Regions from separate parts of the Mus musculus genome. Here region 2 is linked to region 1. Evidence: chromatin contacts called from public HiChIP or PLAC-seq data. All regions are on one chromosome and are shown on one strand. Each heading gives the region's core, a stretch centred on a gene start, on an enhancer-like site or on the middle of the called end of the contact. The rest is flanking DNA. Distances are from core to core; before and after follow the strand shown.

What was found. HiChIP or PLAC-seq counts read pairs in DNA pulled down with a chosen protein or histone mark.
Region 2: an HNF4G HiChIP or PLAC-seq map of pancreatic cancer cells shows a contact between it and region 1. The contact joins the promoter of Mal2 here to the enhancer-like site in region 1. A contact is called at or near these places in 2 of 484 Hi-C or Micro-C datasets (nephron progenitors and uterus), 2 of 115 datasets of contacts at active chromatin or transcription factors (intestinal villus epithelium and pancreatic cancer cells) and 1 of 9 other capture datasets (pancreatic islet).

What each region holds. Positions count from the first base shown.
Region 1 is chr15:54,532,235-54,536,770 of GRCm38.p6, reverse strand. No RefSeq gene overlaps it. Among named protein-coding and RNA genes, the nearest start is that of Mal2, 37 kb to the left of the region's middle. Within about 2 kb of position 2,385, at least 35 of the 459 cell types and tissues checked have an H3K27ac peak or open chromatin away from gene starts, as enhancers often do. A contact at or near this core is called in pancreatic cancer cells, where this site is marked.
Region 2 is chr15:54,569,257-54,573,792 of GRCm38.p6, reverse strand. Mal2 (mal, T cell differentiation protein 2) reads right to left here and starts at 2,427. Exons shown (of 4, transcript NM_178920.4): 1 at 2,156-2,427. The coding sequence starts at 2,284.

The DNA of each region.
Region 1 (4,536 bases), core at 1,136-3,635:
ATGATTTAAGAAGGTGAGAGCAAAAATCTAAAATCCTGAAACAATAGGCTGATATTCTTCAGAGTCAAGAAATGCTGGACACGATGATGACTGGCTGCACCCCTCCAGAGTAGTCTGATGTTCTTACATTGCTTCTGGGCCCTGAACAACCCATTTCCTTATTGATATCCTTCTGCAGAAAGGAAATAAAGGTTCACACCCCAGCCACACTGCCTGGCTGTAAAACTTGCTTCTATCTACTTGCTAATTGTATATTCCAGGTGATTTTTCCATGCCTTAATAGTGCCTTAATGTTTTCTCTACAAAGCAGAGTTAAGAATGCCCATCTTCTGAGCTGTCGTGAGAGTTAAATGCATTTATGAAATGATTTAGACTTGTGCCTGCATATATACTATTCAATAAACTTAGGCTCACTTATTGTTTCAAAACCACCTGGACTTTATAACAATTTGGCTCACAGCCATTGCTGTGCTGTCTGCAAACGTGCTTAGAGAATGCTCTGCTACCCCCCACCCCCCAAGATAGGGTTTCTCTGTGTAGCCCTGGCTGTCCTGGAACTCACTCCTGTAGACCAGGCTGGCCTCGAACTCTGAGATCTGCATGGCACTGTCTCCAGAATGTTGGGCTCAGAGGCATGAGCCACCACAGCCCACTGAGAATGCTCTGCTTTCAAGACTATCCTTTTGTTGTTGTTATTGTTTTGTGAATACTGTTACTTTTTTTCTTAGTGAGAAACTCATTAAGGTTGCTCTCTTGTAATATAACACACACACACACACACACACACACACACACACAGAGACACACAGACAGACAGACAGACAGACAGACAGAAAGAGGAGAGACAGACAGACAGATAGACACAGACAGAGGGACAGAGCAGAAGAATCTTCTTGTAGCAAGATGAGTGTTTCTAAGACTCTAGGCAGGCTGAGAGAGAGAGCTGTGACTGGTGTGTCCTCCACTTGTGCCCACAATCTAGCTTCTCCTAGATTGTAAACTAAACTCGAACACAGAATATTTGTTTTTTAATTCTTCTTTTTCTATTATCTGAAAGGGCATGCTATCAAGACTAAAGTTAAGCCAGGCATAGTGGCTCATGCCTTTTATTTCAGCCTTCTAGATGCAGGTGAAACTCGGTGGGTTTGAGTCTACTCTGGTATACATAGAAATTTCCAGAACAGTAAGAGCTACATAGAGAAAGCCTGCTCAGAAAACAAAACAAACAAACAAACAAATAAACCCACCGTCCACCCAGAAGCCTTAAGATCAATCCCCTTACTTCTCTAGATTCCATTCATTTCCCTGTCCTTCCCTGTGAGCTCTCTTTTGTCCCCCTCCTCCTTTCTCTCTTTCCTCTCTCCCTCCCAACAGGCAATGAAACTCTGTTCATCGCACTAATGAGTTTGTGGCCTGAAACCTGAGATTTGATTAGTCACATCTTATCTTGGACCAGGAAACACATTATGACTAGTTAACAAGTTATCCACGTTAAAAGAATACCAAACTTGAACTGTGCTGTACACTTGGCTGTGCTACATAGGAATTTCTCAATTAAGTACCTGCTTCAGAGAAGACCCCTCTCCCATTGTAAAAACTACTCAAGTCCCCCCTTTCAGGGATGTTGAGATATAATAATCTTCCATATAATAATCTCCAGGATAAACAGCCCTAGATGAAAATAGCTTAAATAATCTCCTGAACTTTAAAAGAATACCATGTATCATAAAATCTCTCTGTCTAGGCCTCTGTTTCTCCCTCCCTCCCTCTTTCCCTCCCTCCCTTCCTCTCTGTCAGTTTTAATTATGTTCCTACTTGAAGAGAAGAGCAAGGTAAATGGCCTTTCAGAATGCTCAGGCTTGTAATTCTCTGCCTGTGTTTTCTGACCTAATTTATCCTTGAGCTTGACTTTACTACGTGTATTCAATTTGTAAGAAATTGTTAGACTTAATTGGACCCTGCAACTTTAAAAACAGAAAGTATTAATACTTCATCATGAGGCTCTCTTTGGTTTGTTTTGCAATTTGTTTTAAATTGCTCAGTGGCACAGGAGGAGAAAACAGAGCATGCTCTAAAGGTCTATCTTATTGGAGGGTCTGAGAATGATCAACAAGCCTTTGAGTGGAGTGGGGGGCGTACAGGGATTTGGACTGGCAAGAGTCAAGTTTCCTACCTGGTTGTATTTGTCAGACAGAGGTTTTATGCGGGGGGGGGGGGCAAAGTGGAACTAAAATATTGAATCCAGGTGAGCTGTTTTGAGCTGGCTATAAGCCAATGAGGAAGTGTACACAGGTGGGCACTCAGAAATCAGCAGGCTGCAGACACCCAAGGGCAAAGTAATATGAGGACTCACTCCAAAGTCTGACTGGGCAGGCAGCCATCAACTCAGGGTGCCATAGGGAGGGAAAAGGCAGGGACAGCTGGGGAACCAGGAACTGGGCAAGCTGCATGAGCACTGGTCCGGGAAGCAAAAGACCTTGATAACAGATACCAAAGCCTGCTTGTGATGTAGTCGGGAAGGCATGTGCAAAGACTCTGTCCTTAGGTCCCTCCCAAACCAGGCACTGTGACCCAAGACAGCTTTCTGTGGCTCAGCCCAGGGCTTGGCATAGAGAAAGTGGAAATGCAGCACTCAGAGGCTCAATGTCTCTGTGCAGACATTGGGAGATTTGCTTACCTTATTCTGTAAAGATCAAAACGAATATGGTATCAGTAGCAGTTCATACCTAGCATGCTTTGGAGCAGGCGCTCTGGGCAGAATTGTTCTGCCATATCCTTTTCAGCATCATCTTCCAGATTTACTTGTAACTGGAACAAGGAGTCAGAAAGTAATGAAAATGAAGGACTGTGTTTTATGATGGACTCAGACTGAGAGAAGTGGCAGGCATTTGCCTGGGGAGCTGGTATGTTTCACATCTATGCACTTTTAGAAGCAGCTCCCCTTGGAGACCTTTAAGTTCTATTTTGACATAAAATAACATACTATTTTGAAAGAATCTTCTAACATCCCCTCAACTTTACTTCATTGTTGGTAGGTTGCTTGTAGAAGATACAGTCCAATGGGAAGTGGACTTGATGTATGAGGGAAGTGTATACACATGAGTGATGGCAAGCATAGAGAAAAGGGAGCCAGCCTGAAGCTCTTTGCAAAGAAGGTATGCTATTTCTACTTAGATAAAGTTATGTGGAGTTCCGTGATAGCACAGGTTGGTCTGATGTTAATGTGGATGCCCCTCACCCCTTCTGTCATTACTCTCACCCACAGTACATCTCCCTTCTTGACTGACCCAGTGCCCTGAGGGGGAAATCCAAACAAGACATGTGGGTGAAATTTTAGAAGCGAGTCTGAGTAAACTGTGTGACCTCACTGGTCACTTCTCTTAAAACTGAGAGGCAAGAAAGGAAATGGATCTTTCAGTGTTAAAAGGGGTCTAGAAAGCACCCCAACAATAGAAAAAAGAAACAACTTTGCTCTGCTCAAAAAGCAGAACAGCAGAATGGTGTAGCTAAACAGAATTAGCTACAACTCCATGCCACAGAGTTGCCCTCATTTATATGGCTGGATTTGCATAACTAATTGCATACACATTTATTCATCCTAACCAGGACCAAACACCAACCAATCAGAAACAGGCTAATTTACATAGCAGGAATTGCATTCTGGGAAATTGCACATAAGAGTGGTTCATCCTAACGGAAGCACCATGTTCTCAGACTACCGCCATATGCTCCCCATTTTTTTTTTTTTTGTTATTACCTTGTGCCTGCTTTCTTGGCACTGCTCTAGGTAAATTCCCTTCTTCCTACAATGATCTAAAGGGTAAATTCTTTCACCTGCATTAAAGCTGGCCTGAAACCAAATAAACAGGGATGATCTCCAGCGGCAAACCATGCTTCCTCTGGATAGTTACTCTTCTGGGGGGTTTTTTTCTTTTCCTAAGTTATTTTCTACCTTTTACTCATACTACTTTAAATCCTAGTCTGTAAGTTGCCCCCTTTGGGGAACTATCCCTTGAGTCTGCTATAACTATCCCAAGGATAGAAAATCATCAGGTATTGTGTTGTACTTGGAGCGAATATCTAGACATGCATAAAAAAAGCTACCATGTCAAGTAATTACCTTTCTTCCTCACAACACTAGATGTTTAAGAGATAAGAATGGTAATGCTCACTCTACACACAAAACACTTAATGGCTTTTACATGCAGCAATTATGTGCTCAATATACACAACAGTGAAATGACCTCAAGTGGAACAAACATTTCTCCAAACAATAAAATTATCCCAGAATTGTTTTGATAATTGTAAAGAAACCAGTAAGGTACTGGTTCTGAAAAAAATAATGAACAGACTGGAACTAATAAAGCTGAGACTTACAGTAGTAGACAGAAGCTTCTCTTTCTAGAGGTTTCTAGCAATGGAAAGGAAAGAAACACTCAATTCACAGGAGGCCTCATGGCAAGGTCGTGGGTTGGGTTTTTGTGTTAGAAGACCGGAGAGACTTAAACAAATATAGAGCCTAATGGAAAAAGAACA
Region 2 (4,536 bases), core at 1,178-3,677, 37 kb before region 1:
AAGCAAGCTACGTTTTTGGAAATGTGTGAGATACTTCCTCACATTTCCAGGATCTAATCATCCTATCTGTTCTAACAAACATACATATTCACATTTGTGAGGAAATTCTCTTTTCTACACAGCCTGGTTCAAAGACTCTATCAGTGGGTTGCAGCTATACTATGTATTAGAATCCCCAGGGACCTTTAAAAAAAATTAGCTGACTCTGGGTGCTCCCCTAGAGACTCTCATTTAATTAGGCTGGGCTGGCATCAGGACTTGTAAGAGCTGCCAAGTTATTAAGTACAGCAAGAATTGAGAACTAACTACTATGGTAGATAGGAAAAGGAGATATGAAGTTGGGAGGGGCTCAATAAGTCACCTCTTTGCTTTGTTAACCTTTAGTACTAGTGTCCCATGAAGTGTGGCACATCCACAGGTGGATCCTGAGTATCACTTGATTTAGTAAGACTTCCGTGCACCACACACACACACACACACACACACACACACACACACATACATACATACATACATATGAAAGACTTCTGTGTGTATGTTTTACCTATATATTTGAATAACTATGAGGAACCAACCTATCAAATTGGAGATTAACTGTACATTACTCCTGAGGATTGAGCCTAACTTCTACCAAAGTTTAAGCTGTGCCTCTATGTCTCCAGATCCTCTGTAAATTTCAGGATAAGTAGGACGTAACTAAAGCCGTGGGAAGAACTCGTGAAAGAGGAAGCAAGCACGTGGAACTTGAGGAACACGGCAGGAAAGGAGCCCAGAATCTGGGAACTCTTTCTCTGCAACGCTTCCTGTTTTAAAAGCTGTGTCCCCTCCACAGTCAGGAGTCTGGTCCAACGCCATCTCCTCCCTGTTCCTCTCACATGGATGCCTGCCACCCACCTTAGTCATTCCTACGATGCTGAATTGGGCTCAAATCCGAACCCATGCCAGGGTCTTCTAGTGTCACACTCACTATCTGATCTCAGGTGCCACTGCCTGTGACTCATTCACTTGGGTCTCTTCTTTCAGATTCAAATCTGAGCTAAACCCAAGGTGGCTTGGCTACCTAAGCATAATGGGGCAGAAAACCAATGCCCACAAGGTTTTCAGCTCAGCAGCACAAAAGGGAACCCCGAGTGACCTAGATCCAGGTTATGCAAACTCGCAGGAGTGGATGAGGGTTGACATGAAAACCCTAAACAGAGCAAACAGAACCAGCCGACAGGAATGACACCGCTTTGCTGACATGTCTTTCTATTTGACATTCTCCCAGCATGACGCAACCCCAGTTGCCCAATTTCTATTTGCACATTTCCCCCTTGTCCACAAGGAGCTTCAAAAACTCCCAACTCCACAGCATTCCTTTCGCTAAGTTCAAGTGTCTAGTTCAACAAGGTGGCAGGGCAGGCTTGTGGCATCAACTTGACTTTGGGCGGAGCAAAGTGTTCTGAGGTGGTTTGGAATTCTCAGGTAAACTTAGAAAAGGACAGGAGGTGCAAAGGCAAGAGCTGAGGCTGACTGCCCCACTTCCACTTTGCCCCTCCATTTTCACACCCACTTGATTACACACTGCCTGCTGCACCTACAACCTCACCTTTCTCCCTGCCCTGTTCTTTCTCAATCCAAAGGGCACTGGCTATGGCAAGGGTGAGTCTGGTGAAAACCATACCCAGGCTTCAGCCTCCTCTTCCTTTCCCTGGCGCCTCCCGTCCAGGCTTTCCACATCCTAACAGCTTCCTGGCCACCCAGTCATCAGTTCACCTTTGCACCACCCAACAAAATGGCAGGTTGGCAACGGGAAAGGCCGAGAACGCTGGTTCCTCCTCTAGTCAAACGCAGCTCCTATCCAAAGCCCAGAGTCCCCGAGATCCAACAGGAGAGGGCTCCTGCCCAAGTCCCTAATCATGGGCCCCTAGCCTGATCGGTCTCTAGGGCACATTTCCATTCCAGGCCGGCGAGCAGGTGTCCGCGTAACAGGTGCCAGGCAAGAGGCCCGGGTCCTAAGTGGAGAGGACCCCGAGACTGACTCCAGTAAAAGGCCACTTCTAGAGGATGAAGGCTGAGGGAGGGGTATTCAGAGGGACCAACCCCGGGCTGGGGGCAAGGATGCTGCCTGTCCATGCTCCCGGGACTCGATCTTCACCTAAGCTGCCCCACTTACAATCTCCAGACAGACGAAAGCTCCGGAGTACGTCCTTAGGATGTCGGGGCCAGCGGGCAGGGTGACCCGGGGCGCCGGGAAGGACACGGCAGGGTTCGGGGGCGGCGGGACTGCTCCGCCGGCCGACATGCTGCCGCTGCTACGTCTCCGCGCACCGCCACCGCCGCCACCGCCTCCCGCGTCCCGCCGCCGCCTCCCGGGCTTGGCCGCCGCCGCCGCCGCCGCCGCCGATCCGATCCGTGGGGTTCAGGCGTGCTGCTCGCGGAAAGGGTGTGGCCACGGGCCCTCTGCCGACAGAGGCCCGCCCCGTCACGTGGGCACAGGTGAGCGCGCCTCCGCCCTAGCGACAGTCAGGGTCACCAGCACAGGTGTGGTGCGCCCCAGCCTCAGCGCCAGCTCTGCAGCCCTCCTGGATCTTCAGATCACTTGCTGCTCCTGCACTAACTGTCTGCTGGTTCCCACCTGCCCATCCCACTCAAGTCTCCCCGCTGGTCCTCACCCACTTTCCCCAGTTGGGTAGGAAGACAGAGGCTGTGACTCAGAAGGAAAACACCAAGTTGCCAGGCACACCTGGAAAATGGGATGCCTGTTTTAAAGGCGATTCTAGGGGGATTTTCAGGGTCATGTAGCACATTGGAGTCGTTGGCAGTGGGACCCTGGAGGAAGGCCTTGAGTCATTTCTGTTCTGGTCTCAGAAATCCGTACGAGGATGTCCACCAATGATGGGCAGAAGAGTTAGGTGTACAGGAAGCGATGTAGCTTATAGGATGGTAGCTATTTTTTCCAGTTTTGACGTCAATAATCATACACAAAATGTTAGCTTCATTACGTTTCCACACAGACACTTTTTATTCCATTTTCAGAAAGGTATTCTTTGCTACTGCTTTTAAAGACTTAACAATTATTAAAACAGAACAGGACACTACTACATATGAATCCCAAGCCCCAGTTTCCCCCCCTTGCATTCCCATTTTATTGGTTTTGCTGTCAATGTTCTGAAAGTGGAATGAACAAAGGGACATTTCTCAGAGATCATCTAAAGATAAGTTCCACAGATCAGCACATATGTAGACCACGTTGGTAAAACCTGACCCAGGCATGGGGATACACGCCCGGAATCATAGTACTTCACAGAGTGTGGATTGCCCTGAGTTTGAAGTCAGCATAGACTGCAAAGCTGGTAATAGAATAGCTTGGGATACCTAGAAAGAACCTGTCAAGCAACAAGAACAGCAATCAAGTATGTGGATATGTAAATGTGTGTCTACTATACACATATGCATGCGTGCACACATGTACACGGACACACAAACCTATTCGAGTATCGGACATTCTACAAATTGAGTCTTGTTCTGATCTATTAAGTTTAGCTCTTGAACTGTGAGTTGTTCCCTGCATGGGTTGTCAGCAGGTTTTACCCTATGTCTTCATTATTTTAATAATCGAAACTCTTAGGTGTGGTGGTGGCACTACAGTAAAAGCCACAAAGGAGGGTGTGGATGAAACCTTGTTTGGGCTTCCTGACACCACCACCTGTTAGTCACCAGTTTCTGGCAGTTCGTGTGTGCTGGCTATCTAGTAGGAAACCTCAACTTCTCTGTATTGCTTTGTTCAATCGATGAACTTTTCTGTGTCCAGATCCTGATTGGCAAGAGATCTTTATATTTTATTTTCTGCCTAGGCAGCCCTTAAAGGATCTTCAAAGGTGAGGCCACTCCCGAGAATTTGTTATGGAAATGCCCAGTAACTACATACAAGGTACCAAAGTGTTGTGGTGAGTGAACTTGGAATGACCTTGGAATTTGTGGATCCATTAACGACCTAAAACTTCACCTGTGTATATTTTAAAGGTGTCACCAAAAAGAACACAGTGACTACACCCTTTCCAGCACCTACTTTGCCATAACTGCTTTTGTACCCACCCCTACCTACTTTGGTTTCCCAAAGTCAGGAGAATGAGAGACTGTTATGTACCTCTCTCCTACAGAATAGCAAATCTGCTCCATAACTAATGCTCTTTCTGGAATGGACTCCCTTTCCATGATCACTATCTATATCAGTATTGTTTTTCTTGATGATCCCAATTTCATCTCCATGATGGCAACTCTAGCATCCGTTCCTTCCATGATTATTTCTTTCTCCACAAAATCAGCTCTGAGTTCTTAATAGTGTCATCCTCTTATCCATTTCTATGACCTCTAGCATGCCTTACTTTGCTGAGGTTTGGTCTTTTGCTATGTATTGTAACTCTGGTCCCCACAGCCTGGTTGCCCCCAGAGACAAGAGAATTTCCACATACACAAAGTACTGTCATGTGAACCTGTCACTTAAATTAACACCATTGGTTGAATAAAGATGCCAACAGCCTATAGCTAGGCAGA